Linked DNA regions of Mus musculus: all the other regions are linked to region 3. The links are chromatin contacts, called in public Micro-C and promoter capture Hi-C maps. All regions are on one chromosome and are shown on one strand. Each heading gives the region's core, a stretch centred on a gene start, on an enhancer-like site or on the middle of the called end of the contact. The rest is flanking DNA. Distances are from core to core; before and after follow the strand shown. Region 1 overlaps Atp6v0a1 (ATPase, H+ transporting, lysosomal V0 subunit A1). Region 2 holds the start of Plekhh3 (pleckstrin homology domain containing, family H (with MyTH4 domain) member 3). Region 3 holds the start of Hcrt (hypocretin).

Region 1 (4,426 bases), core at 79-2,578, 290 kb after region 3:
AACTAGTAGTTCTCACCTTTTCATTGAATTTTATTTTTATTTTTATTTTTTTAGCAAATAAAATAGCAGCAAGGGACCTAGGCTAAGTTTTTCGGTCTAGCCACTTTGACTATAGTTTTGGTTTTTATATGTGTGGGGGTTTTTTATTGCAAGAGTTGGGGTGCCTTTAAAAATATGTATCTTAATTCTGTGATTTCCCTTTATTGTGTGCTAAGGAAGAGTGCCTCCGACACAGTGTCCCGTTAACCACTCCTCCCCCAAATAGTCAGAAATGCATGTTCATAGCTTGTGACCGTGTGTGTGGCACGGCTTCCCACTAAGTGTGAATTTGTGTTTTCAAGCCTACCGAGGACGAAGTGGTAAGACCCGAGCCTTCATGTCTATCCGGGGCTTCTCTCTTCCCATCCTTGTGCTCACTCTGTCCACCCTACCGCACCCCGGGGCCACACACATGACACTGTGCATCCTGCATCTCACTGGCCATGTCTAACTAGTCTGTGAGCCTGCATCTGAAACAGTTCATCGTCATTAACTGCATCTCGTGTCGGTCACCTCTGTCCTTGTGCTGTTGACTGCTGATCTAATACCTCTGAGACTGGCTTGGAAGGAGCTGCAGGGAATGTCTACACTGGCATTCTTGAAATCATTACCCCCAGGGTTAAAGTTCCAGGGGTCTCCACCTTCCTCTCCTGTGATGTGTTGGTTGCTCTGCCACCGGGGGAAGGGGGTGTAGTGGTTCCCACCCTGCTCCTCTGAGTGCTTGCAAGCAAAGCTTACCCTTTCTCCTGTCTGAGATGCAGCCTCTCCCGCTGCCCCCATCAGCTTGGTGGTACTTCAACTTAGGGCCACAGGACCCTTGCTTGGAGTCAGTCTTAGCTCCACATGACCTGGTTAAGAAGTGAACAGCTTTCCAAATGAGCTTTGCCTCTCAGGTACATGCAGGGAAAATTAATCTACCTGCAGGAAAGGACTTCTATGTTAAGTACATGAAGAATAATAGAACGGGAAGAAAGCTAAATGCTCAGGCCACGTCTAGAGTACCAGGCCTCGTAGCTCAGCAGCAATCCATTTGCCAGCACTCGCATTTTGAGATAGGTTTGAAATGACCTTTCTGCACTGTTTGTCTTTCCCCTAAACTTCTCTCTAACATCCCTGTACCTATAAACCGTTCCCTTCCCTCTCCCGGTCTCTCCACGGGGCAGTGCATGACCATGGGAAAACCTTTGCTGTCCTGTGTCAAAACAGGCAGCTCTTGGTGTCCCTGATGGCTGGAGAGGCCTCCTTGCCTGCCTCAACCACCTTTGCTCCCGGAGCAGGTGTCTGCGCAGAGTTGCTGGCTAAGCTGCCTGGCTGAGGGAGGGAGGGATGAATGGGATCCCGTGTTGCTGAGGAGCCTGGCCCTCTGCCTGTATCACCACCTCCCACGATACTGCTTTCCAAATGGCTACCTGATGTGCCAGTGCCTTCCCCATCGGCAGAATGTTCTAGTCAGCTATCTAGTGCCAGTGCCCTCAGATAGCCATGTCCCTGGGAGTTGGACAGTCAAAAAGATGGGCCCCGGTGGAGTCCTCCCATTCTCCGGTCACCGAACACACAAAGGAAGTTAGTTCTGCTTGGCTTCCGCCAGGGTTATAATTTTGCCTTTTTCCGGCATTGATTCCCCACAGCCAAATTTAGAAAACTGATATTTTTTGTAATGATTTCAAACAAAGGAGTCTTGCAAAGCAGTGCAGTGAACCTCTATAATTCCCCACGATGTAAACACATGTTTATTCCAGGCAGGGCAACTGTGCCCTCACCTTAGGAAGCACAGGTCTAAACCAGACCCAGACTCATTGATATCTGGGAAATCTTTGAAGGCTGTCACCATTCAACAAGGGTCAATGGCCCCTCCCCCACTGTGTCTTCTCACCCACTGTGTCCACCAACTCATCCACGCTCACCCACCATCTGCCAGTCACGTCACGCACCCTCAGTGTGTCAAGCACTGTGTAATGCTATAGAAATGGAGAGATCATCCAGACAAGGTAGGGAGCTGGTCTGCTGACAGACTCCATGGTGGCTGTGTGCCCGGGATGCTTTGGGAGCACAGAAGGGTGCTGATAGGCACTGGGGGGATTGGAAAGGGAGCAGGAACAGATTCCCTTAGGTTCCTCCTGAGCTGAGACTGGCTGAGCAGAAGTGTGCGGAGGCAGGGAGAGAGGAAGAGGGCAGACCCACAGGCTCAGCTCATGCTCAGGAGTGGTCCAGCTTTGCTGGAGCTGATGTGGGAGCTGGGGACTCGTGAGAGGAGGGTTGGCAGAGAGTGACAGAAGTTGTAGCCTCATTTTGGCAACAAGGAGCTCAGAGTAGTGAAGCTGAGGTGTGTGAGCCCTGCTGCTGAAGTCCCGTGGGTAGAGCTATGGAGTACAGGGGGTGGGGGTGGGGCACAACCTGGAGGCAAGGACATCCTGTGGCGTGATATGATTTAGTGAAGGACTGGATAGCTTAAAGTGAATTAAGTCACTCACGTGGAGGAAGAGGGGTGGAAGGGGAGTCCCTGGCTTGGCTATGGGACAGCAGGCATAATCTTGTTGGGACCTGAGGACAGACCTCTGTGTTTCAATCAGTGATATTGAGTCTGGAGGCTTGTGGTACCGCCATTCTGGAGAATGCCGGGTGAGAGCCAGGGCATAGAACAAGCAGGCCAGAGACAGCACGGATGGAGGGCGGGGAGGGGCTGGCTGTCACAGCAGACATGCTTGTGTTGGACGAGTGACGACTCCTTCCAAATGCGGGAATACATTTCTCCCTGAATTCTCATTCCTCCTGAGAAAGAACACTCCCAAGAAGCTGAGAAGGAAGGAAAAGGAAAAGCAAGGGTATTGTGTGGAAGTGAAGGCTTTCCCCTTCTTTCCTTTCCTCCAGGAAGGACATGGAAACAGTGTCTCCTGTAGCCCAGGCTAGCCTAGAACTCACTATGTAGCCAAGGCTGGCCTTGAGCCCTTCACCTTCCTGCATCTACCTTTCAAGTGCTGGAATCACAGGTGCCACAGCCATACCTGGCTCTCCTTCATTTCACTTGTTTCCTTTTATTGAGATACCTTTTTCCCCCCACACACAGTCTACCCTGACTGTGGTTCTCCTTTTTACATGAGAGAAACTTGGGCTGAGTGAGATGAAAACACTGAAACCACCATCCTTTCATTGCGCCCAGGAATAAAGGCCTTGGAGCTCCAGGCTTGCTTCTGCATTCGTTCATGCAGCTGGTATAGGAAAGGGCTCAGCTCCCATTGCTGGACTGAGGTAGCTTGGGGTAACAAGGGCCACTCATTTTCAGAGTAAGAGGCCTGAAAATAGAAAAGTCCCAAAATTCACAGGGTTTGACAGAGATGACTGGACATGAGGCATTTCCCAAGGTAGCTCACTGGAAATGGCGCCTCTTCCTACTGGCCCTACCCTTACAGCTTGCCAGCACAGCCCCTTAATACAGGACAGAGATTATAGCACACACCAGGCACTGACATGAGGCCAGGGGAAGCCAACGGAGCCTCAGGAGCCCGAAGGCTGACAGCGGTGCTGTGCTGCTCTCCGAGAGACAATGCCAGGAAGAAAAGTATGACTTGATCCGTGGTGGACTTCTTGGTAACATACTGAGTTCAGAAACTGCTCCTAAATGTGAGCTTCTTCTACACCCTGAGCTCTCCCAAAGTCAGATTGGACCCAGGCCAGGGCAAGCGTCCCGGCTGAGCTGTACCCTGGCTCCCCACACCCTTGTTTTGTTACAGATTTTTAGGAACATGGTCTTACTGTGCTGTCCAGGCTCTCCTCAGCCTCACAGCCCTCCCACCTCAGCCTCCTGCTCAGTGCTGGGATTAACAGCTCCAGCCACCAAGCCAGCCACACCTACAGTGTTTCCCAACTAGCTCATCATGTGGGAAATCTGTGGACTTTTGGCAAAAATTTCTCCTGGTGATCTTCTCAGAAGTCAGAGAAGGAAGTTGTCTAGCTCGCAGAAGACTGGGAGGAGGAAGTAAGGAGGCTTGCAGAGCTGGGTGTAGCTTCCTACCTGGGCACTCCTGTCTGGCCTTGCCACATTCCCAGCAGAATGTGCACAGAGCTGCGCTGTAGGGTGGGGACCAGCGGGGTCAGGCCACTGGCAGGGCCCCACGATCTCTCAGTTGATATTAATTGTCAGCTTGACAACATCTGGAGTCACCTGTAAGTCTCCGGCCACGCCTCTGAGAGGGTTAGTGCAGTTCAGTTAACTGAGGTGAGACAGTTTAAAAACAGGTTGCACCATTCCTGGGCGTGGCCCTTGCACTGAAGAGAGGGGAAAGCAGGCAGACATGCGTTTGTTCAGTGTCCTCTGCTTCTTGGCTGTGGATGTGATGTCACTAGCTGCTGTAAGCGCCTGTTGCCTTTAGTCCCCAGCATGATGACTGCA
Region 2 (4,208 bases), core at 790-3,289, 410 kb after region 3:
GCCGGGGCTCAGGAGGACAAGAGGCTGCTAAGCGCATACTCTTCAGACCAAGGGTGGTTTGGAATTTTGCCCTTCTCATACACAAACCCCTGCTTAGGAACTTCAATTGTAACCTGGGGTCTGAGGTTGGTCAAAATCAACCCGGAGCCAAGCTAGCTAGACAGGAACTGTGCCATGGTCCCATTGCGCCCAGGCTGCTAAAGCCAGGAGGAGGGTTGGGGGAGGAGGACCAGGGACACCTGTCCCTGAGCTCCTAGGAGGGGGTGGAGGTGGGGCACGAGGGAGGCCATGGCCTATCTGACAGGGATCCTATCCATGCGGGAAACTTGGGGACTCCCAGGTCCCACTCTTTCCCTGGGAGCCTACCCGTTTCTTTTCTGGAGGTTCTGAGTGGGGCTATCCACCCCTCTACCAGAGGGCAGGTACTGATCCCACCCCACCCCACCCCCCACAACTCCCCTAATCTCAGTCCCTTGCTTCCCTCCTCCTCCCCTCTATATTTATCTGCCCTCTGCCTCGCCAGGTGCTGGCGCCTGCACTGGCTGCGGTGCCGCCCGCCCCACCCAGGAATGGAGCCACCGGACTTGCTGGGGACCCCTGAGCGGGGTTGGGGGGAAATGGGAGCTGGACCCAGGCCACAGCACACAGAAGCCTGGTTGCCTCTGGTGGGTAAGGACGTGAGAGAGGTCTCCTCGAAAGATGGAGGTCTTACACACCAACTGTGCCTGAGTGTCTCTCTCCCAAAGGAGATTTGATTAAAAAAAATTTTCAGCCACCAAGTCACCCTCACCCATTCCCTCTGGTTTCCCAGGAACCTCACCAGAGAAGGCAGAGAGTTCTGTCTTAAGTGGCGGAATAATGAGAAGTCCTCAAAGGGCCATCGTCCCGAGCCTTTTCTTTGTGGGGTCCCTGATGCAGACCCCAATTCTAGGATGTCTTTTTGCCCTCGCCCAGGATACTGCGGTGGGAGCTCCCGCATCTGGCCCCAGTGCTCTTGAACTGAGAGCAGAGCGAACCCAGGCGTTCCAGCCGCCCAGCCGGCCTCGCCACATTCCTTGGCTCTGGCGGAGGCGGAAGGAGACGGGATGGGACGCGGGCCCGGCAGGGAAGGGAGAGGCAGGGCCAGGTTGGGCCACGCGTGACGCCTCCTCTGCCTCAGGGCCCCCAGCAGGTGGACAGCGCCTTGTGTGCAGCGCGAAGCCCACAGGCGCATCCCTAGTAGGGCTACTTGCCCCTGGAGCTCCCGGGGCTCTGGCCCTCAGACAAGAATCTCCCCCACATTTGCAGTTGGCCAAGAGGACTGCGTTTGGCCCAAGTATGGAGCAGGCTCAGGCGTGACGGCCGGTTGTAGTGAGAAAGATTGAACTCGGTTCTAAATCCCTGTAGACTTACCCTCCCGCCGCCCGCTGGACTCGGGGTCCTTAGCTCAAAGGTCTCGTCGTCCTCGTCTTCGTCCCCGTCCCCGCTAAGCTCGCCGTCCCCGTAGTCCCGGTGCAGAAGAGTGAAGCCTCGACGGCAGCAGAGAAGCCACCACAATCCCCCGGGGAGAGGCATCCGGGCGAGCAGCCTGGGAATGGGGGCGCAGGCAGTGTTGCCTGAGCAGCAGGGAATCTGAGAAACTGGAGGTACTCCGACCCGAACTGGGTAGAGAAGAGGTGTGACGAGAGGAAAGAAGGGGGCCGGAAGGAGGCAGTGTCCAGCGCTGAGGTGCAAAAGGACTATCACCAGAGCCCGCTGGGGGCTCGCTGTCTGGGCCCGGGCAGAGGAGGGGGGAGATAGCGTCCAGGGCCGGGGGAAGGGAGCCGGGAGCAATGTCCGGAGCTGGGAAGTAGTGTTCGTTGTAGTGTCCAGCTCTGTAGGAGCAGTGTCTGGTGCAGCAATCGTGGTGGGCGGTTGTCCAAGCTCCAAGGAGGGTGGTGTCCGGTAGGGCGTCCGGTGGCCGGGGCCCGGGCGGCGCGCGCTGCGCTCCCTGCAGCCCCGGGACTGGCGCGTTGGGGGCGCGGGCAGAGTTCCCAGACCCCGCCTCCCTCTCTGCCCCCCCTCCTTCCCTCCGCCTTCCCTGTTCTTTTTCTCCTCCCTTCTTCACAGGGTAGGGTCTACGTTGCGTCACAGCCTCCTCTGCCCAATCATTGTTCCTGGCGCCGGTCAGGGAGACCAATCCCAAGCTTGAAACCGCGGCGGGTTGCATCATGTGTCTCTGGCTGAGTGACAGTAGGGAGGGGCGGGGGGGGGGGGGACTGGGGAGGGAGCTTCTGAGGTCGGACACGGGGTGTCTGTGGCGTCACGTAGGACCGCCTTCGTGCTCTTGTTTTAACTCTTGGCTCACCAAGCAGCAAATTAAAAAACCCTTTTCGAAGGTCTGGAAAAGGAAGGGCATAAAGCTGGAAGGAAGCTAGGCTATTGACCTGTGATTACCTGTCACATCTTGGAATCCCTACAAAGAGCCTTACTACCTTCAAGGCATTCCACACCTGCGTGTGAGAGAGTTAGCTAGCTGCAAAGGCAGCTCCATCCTTGGAGTTAAAAGGGTCCAGATTTAGATCTTAGCCACCTCCACTTTTGAGATGAAAAAGCTGAGAAAGGAACTCCTGGAAGCCTCAGACAAAGATCTGAAATAAAAGTGAATTTACAGGGCATTGAACTGGAATGGGGAGAGTGGTTTGGCATGCTCGGGGATTCTGTGGTTTAAGAAAATCAATAGATCAGAGGCCTCTCAGGGCGACTATGCTGCATTTCTGAACAAGAAGGGGTTAACAAGGGCGCTAAAGAATACAGGGCGGGGTTCGCGCTACAGCTTAGACAGTGGGAGCGCGCACATACTCGAGCGCGTTGCTGACTCAGCGGCGATTCCCGCGGTTACGGGCGGAGGGTTCCAGGTCCGCTCCGGTGGGTAGTGTGCGCCTCTTGGAGGATCTGCGCAGTTTTCGAGCTTCTCCTCGTTTCTGACTCCAAGAGGCCAAATTTTTAAGTCTTTTACACCGCCAGAGGCTCTAGGACACACGACTAGCCGGGCTGGGCTAGGCTAGGCTGGACGAAGTGCAGACTTCAGGCCAACGCCTCCCTAGGGACGCCACGCCCTTTTTGCCCCTAGACTCCAGGCTGGAGCGGTGGTCTGACTTTGCTGACCGAATTCTAAACTGGGAAGAACTGTCTCATTGGAGCACAATCCTGGCAGTTGTGCAAAGCAAGGACCAGAAATCAATGCACCATCTCTAGAAGCCATCCTTATGGTACTTCCAGATTGAAGTGGTGTATGCTGAGATTTCTGAGGGCCAGACCACAACTATAACCTCCCTTCCTCTTCAAGATCCTAGACACTTGCCTGCTGGAGAGTTCTGTCTGATATCTAACCTCCCCTTTCCTGGCAAGCTATGCTCATTTCCTTTGGCTTGATCCCCGAGGGGAAATAATCAGAGTGGGCAAGCGCCCCACACTCTGAGCTCAGGCCCAGTAACACCTCTCGGAAAATTTGCAAATTGCAATCCCCCTCATTCATATATATATATATATATATATATATATATATATATATATATATCCTAGGTAGAAAAGTCCACCTTGACATTTTTCTATTTCTTCTTAGGCAGGATATTGTTATTATTATTGATCTTCCTGTCTCAACCTCTGGAGTGGCTGGGGCTACAGGTATCCAGTCCACACACCATCAGACTCAACTTTTTAATTAGCGTTTTTCTTTGCACAGCAGGACTTTAGAAGGGATCCAAAAACCTACCCCAAACTAGAATCTCTTGCCTCCAGCCTCTACCAGACCCACGCACGTACAGCTGGGGACAGCATCACCCCATACATTTCACACGCTGGGATCTAGGTACTTGCTAAAGCAGCCACTACTGGATAGCGATAGGGTTATTAGAAAGCCCTTTCTTACACTGACTCCCGAGGAGAAACCCCGCCCCTCCTCACCTGGCAGCTTTCCCACCTCACCTCGGTTGGCAGAGACCGAGTGAAGCATAGGGCGTGTCAGTACTCAAAGCTTTAGCCGACTCAGCAACCCCTGTCCCTTCACACCTCCCACTGAGACGCAAGCAGGGGCGTGGGGTGTAACCCACTGTCTTGGCCTTGCTGCAACCAAAGCTGGTAATTCAAAAATAGTAACAGTAGTTGGGTTGCATCTCATTTGCACAGAATCAATTTAATTAAGCGCAGAGGCAATCTCTTTAGATCCTGAAGTCTTTCTCAACGTCCCC
Region 3 (4,138 bases), core at 312-2,811:
ACCGGGGAAATAGAGGGTAGTAAGATCGGGTCATTTAAGTATAAGGTCATGCTGATCTTTCCAGGGCAACCGAGGATACCCTGTTTCTAAATAAATAAAGTAGGTAGTAGAACAACATGAGGGCACATCGGTACCTCATTTCCACCCTCCCAAATGTGTAGCACACACCCCAGGACTGCAAGGTTCCTTGCTGGATTCTTCCCGACCAAATAAGTATTTGCAATGAGAAACACAAGCTGCTTCCAGGCCCTAGACTCGTCACAATTCTCAAGATGCTTTCCCGCCCCCTGGAGGCCTGAACTTGACACACAGAAACATAGATTAGTCACACCAACAGAGAATCGTCTTTATTGCCATTTACCAAGAGACTGACAGCGGCGAGCAGAGGGGGAAGTTTGGATCAGGACAAGGATAGAAGATGGGTTCAGACTCCGGACCCTCCCCGGGGTGCTAAAGCGGTGGTAGTTACGGTCGGACAGCCGCGACCAGAGCAGGGATGTGGCTCTAGCTCTGCGCCTGCGCGGCGGCCCATGGTCAGGATGCCAGCTGCGTGGTTACCGTTGGCCTGAAGGAGGCGCTGCAGCCGTCCCTGGAGGCCTGGAGGTCCAGGCCGCCGCTTTCCCAGAGTCAGGATACCCGCAGCGTGGTTGCCAGCTCCGTGCAACAGTTCGTAGAGACGGCAGGAACACGTCTTCTGGCGACAGCAGTCGGGCAGAGGCTGTGCGTCCACCCCAAGCGACAGCAGCGCCGGCGGCAGCAGTAGCAGCAGCAGCAGCGTCACGGCGGCCCAGGGAACCTAAAGGGGGACAGAGACAAGGTGCAAATGGGTTTCACTCCACACAGCCAGTTGGCTCTGAACCTCTTGTTGCCATAGATCCTGCTAGGCTGTCATTGGGTTTCCTGCGGCTGGCTCCTTTGTCAATTCATCCTTCAATACACAACTGAGCCTTATCGTCTTCGAAACCTTCATAGGCTTCTCTGGGGTAGAAGAAGTTTGTCCTGTGCAAACATATTTAAAGGCTTGACTCTCCACCCACAGACAGGTGCTTCTAAGTCTGTCTGCACCAAACTTACTAGCCCTTCCCTCCACACACAGCAGGTTTGTTCCTTTGCTGGGGAAACTGTACATTGTGGCTTTGATCTAGTTTCTCACCCCCTTGGGATAGCCCTTCCTCACCTACAAACCAGGCATAAAATCATCCCTACTACCCTGTTGAGTGCAAGACATAACTGACAAGCACAGAGAACATCGGAAATACAAGAACTCATTAAACGTGAGCTCCCACACAATGGCGTACCCAGTGTTAACCAAGGAGGCAGGTTGCCAAGAACCCACCCATACTCCTCTCTCAGTGCTACACGCTAGAAAGAGCATATGAGCCCAGTCCTCGGCAAGCACTATCATGGCCTCAGTAGTCTGATGATTTATGTCCCTGTTTCTGGCTCTTTACCTTTGTAGAAGGAAAGTTCATGGTGCCTGGAGCTCAGGGGAAAGTAATCTGGAGAGATGATCTCTTCAGTGCAGTGGTCCAAATACCCAAGAAGTCTGAGGCCGTCGTCTTCAGTGGCTCGCTTCCAGGGGCCAGGGGTTTATAATGCTCTGAGGTGTGTGTGCGGGGGAGACATGAGTATGTGTGTCCACCTTAAACCAGACAAAGGCATGTCTAAGATTAGCATCTTGCAGGGGAACCGTTTCCAGGTTGGACCCAAAGAATGGCCGCCCTGTCCCTGGTCCCCAGCTTGTCTGTCTGCCTGTTCCTTGGAGATAGGGCAGTTTCCGAGTACTAATGAGGTTACCTTGCACCCAGGAATCTAAGTTCACAAAAGAGGCCTTGGCTGGGACACTGGAAGGAGACAATGGGGGGGGGGACAGTTGCTAATTAGGGGCAGAAATGGCAGTCTGAGAATTACTGTCTATGGTATGTTGAAGGTAGGGAGGGTACCTGGGTGGCATACCCTCTCACCCCCACTGACTCTGTGGTCCATCAGGTTCCAGGGCCTTTTCCTCCATGGAAACAGCTTTTGACACCCTACTCCCCAACCCCTACCCCACCCCCCAGCTCTCCTTTTCTTCTGTCCCTTTCACCAAACTCCTCCATGGAAAGTCCTGGAGACTTACTGTGGGCCACGGGTGAGAGAGCAGCCAAGCCTGGAGTTCAGAAGCTGATGAAGGGTAGACATCTCCTGGGCCAGTAGAGAAGAGGGTAGTCTTACTCTGCCATCTCCAGGATTGAGCCACCATGGAACAGGGTGTGGGTGGTCAAGGACTCAAGCCACTTCCAGGCCAGGGTTCACCTTCAGGGTCCTTTTAAGAAGCCCTTGATAAAGCCGGGCAGTGGTGGTGCACGCCTTTAATCCCAGCACTTGGGAGGCAGAGGCAGGTGGATTTCTGAGTTTGAGGCCAGCCTGGTCTACAGAGTGAGTTCCAGGACAGCCAGAGCTACACAGAGAAACCCTGCCCCCCCAAAAAAAAAAACCCAAAAGAAAAAAAGAAAGAAAGAAAGAAAGAAAGAAAGAAAGAAAGAAAGAAAGAAAGAAAGGAAGAAAGAAGCCCTTGATGTAGATCAGTCCTGCATGGGTGCAGGGACAGTTGTGTGTCTACCTATTTTCTTTTCTTTTCTTTTTTTTTTTTTGATTTTTCGAGACAGGGTTTCTCTGTGTAGCCCTGGCTGTCCTGGAACTCACTCTGTAGACCAGGCTGGCCTCGAACTCAGAAATCCACCTGCCTCTGCCTCCCAAGTGCTGGGATTAAAGGCATGCGCCACCACGCCCAGCCCACCTATTTTCTTAAATTTTCTTATTTTTAGATTTATATGTATGAGTGCTTACCAGTGTGGAGGGATCTATACTGCACATGTGCCTGGTGCCTGTGACTACCAAAGGAGGGTTTTGGAACCCCTGGAACTGGAGTTATAGAGAGTTGTGAGCCACCAGGTAGGCACTGGAAACCAAGATTGGATCCTTTGCAAAAAAGTAGTAAGCGCTCTAATGGAACCATCTTTCCAGCCTCCAGGTCTCCTCCTCCAAGGCAGGTGTCAATCTGGGTGGGGTGCAGCCTGAGCCCAGGATAGTTCAAAGCAGGTCAAGAACTACCCAGACACCAGCAAAGATTAGACAGACACTTCCTTCTGGGTGGGGCAGAGGGTCCTTCAAAGGCTTTGATGAAAAGTAGCTTCCATTAGGTAGGTAAGGGGACAGAGTATGGCTGAGAAGGGACAACGCGGAACAAAAGCTTGGATGTTACAGTACTTGGCTCCAGAGGGATGGGGTGTGGGCATCACAGTTTCTATGGAACTAAAGGAGCTAAAGGAAAAGGTAAGGTGAATAGGGTTTTCCAGGGCCTTGTGTGCTAGGCTGGGCAGTCATTGGTGGGGGATTTTAAAAGACAGGTCTCTCTCTCTCTCTCTCTCTCTCTCTCTCTCTCTCTCTCTCTCTCTCTCTGTGTGTGTGTGTGTGTGTGTGTGTGTGTGTGTGTGTATGGGGGGGGAGAGGTTGTTGTGGTGGTGCTGGGGAGATGGCTCAGTGGTTAAAGAGCACTGACTGCTCTTTTAGAGGTCCTGAGTTCAATTCCCAGCAACTACAAGGTGGCTCAGAACCATCTGTAATGGCCCTTTTCCGGTATGTCCAAAGGGAGCAACAGTGTAATCATATCCATAAAATAAATGAAGAAATTTAAAAAAAAGGCTGATGTGGGACCGGCGAGGGAGGAGGGCAGAGGGAGGAGGAGGAAGACGGGAGGAGGGAAGAGCCCAGAACAGAAAGCTGGATCCTGATCTGGACTTGGGGAGGAGCTGGGGTCTTGGTCTCCTTGTCTTGCCACTTAGTTTCCTCACTACTATGGACACTCTCTTCAGGTAACTCCAACACTCCTTCCTGCTGTGACACTTTGTGTCTTGAAGGATAGTTTCCTCCTTTCTCCTGGTGGAAGTGATTTGTGCAGGCCAGGCCAGGCCAGGCCAGGAAGGAACCCAGTGCAGGGAAGCTGGCAACAGCTCTTTCAGCTGTGCTTGGCATGGGAGGGCAGAGGAGATCTGTCTACTTGGTTGTGAAAACCCTGGTGGGAGTCTCCAGGGCCTCCTCTATGCTCACAATTCCGGGACTAAACCTAAGCCAGTGTGCAGAGTAGGTGAAGGCCCTG

Evidence for each region. Promoter capture Hi-C pulls out the DNA fragments that hold promoters and counts their contacts. A called contact is a pair of places that touch in the nucleus more often than the background predicts.
Region 1: a contact with region 3 is called in a promoter capture Hi-C map of hippocampal neurons, with 2.8 times the contacts expected there. The contact joins the enhancer-like site here to the promoter of Hcrt in region 3. A contact is called at or near these places in 22 of 39 promoter capture datasets (the 3T3-L1 cell line, 3T3-L1-derived adipocytes, the C10 cell line and 13 more), 1 of 15 datasets of contacts at CTCF or cohesin (large pre-B cells), 3 of 484 Hi-C or Micro-C datasets (muscle stem cells, nephron progenitors and pro-B cells), 6 of 115 datasets of contacts at active chromatin or transcription factors (embryonic stem cells, fibro-adipogenic progenitors, large pre-B cells and 3 more) and 3 of 9 other capture datasets (adipose tissue, liver and pancreatic islet).
Region 2: a contact with region 3 is called in a Micro-C map of embryonic stem cells, with 1.7 times the contacts expected there. The contact joins the promoter of Plekhh3 here to the promoter of Hcrt in region 3. A contact is called at or near these places in 10 of 39 promoter capture datasets (the 3T3-L1 cell line, the HPC-7 cell line, cranial neural crest and 5 more), 2 of 484 Hi-C or Micro-C datasets (cerebral cortex and embryonic stem cells), 3 of 115 datasets of contacts at active chromatin or transcription factors (the 230-238 cell line, bone marrow-derived macrophages and embryonic stem cells) and 2 of 9 other capture datasets (adipose tissue and liver).

The regions. Positions count from the first base shown.
Region 1 is chr11:101,049,118-101,053,543 of GRCm38.p6, forward strand. It overlaps Atp6v0a1 (ATPase, H+ transporting, lysosomal V0 subunit A1), which reads left to right. Exons shown (of 22, transcript NM_016920.4): 19 at 342-359. Among named protein-coding and RNA genes, the nearest start is that of Naglu, 19 kb to the right of the region's middle. Within about 2 kb of position 1,329, at least 11 of the 459 cell types and tissues checked have an H3K27ac peak or open chromatin away from gene starts, as enhancers often do. A contact at or near this core is called in hippocampal neurons, where this site is marked.
Region 2 is chr11:101,169,333-101,173,540 of GRCm38.p6, forward strand. It overlaps Plekhh3 (pleckstrin homology domain containing, family H (with MyTH4 domain) member 3), which reads right to left and starts at 2,040. Exons shown (of 13, transcript NM_001346769.1): 1 at 1,393-2,040. The coding sequence starts at 1,554. It overlaps Ccr10 (chemokine (C-C motif) receptor 10), which reads right to left. Exons shown (of 2, transcript NM_007721.4): 2 at 3,666-4,208.
Region 3 is chr11:100,761,370-100,765,507 of GRCm38.p6, forward strand. Hcrt (hypocretin) reads right to left here and starts at 1,562. Exons shown (of 2, transcript NM_010410.2): 1 at 1,452-1,562; 2 at 324-796. The coding sequence starts at 1,472. The coding sequence ends at 425.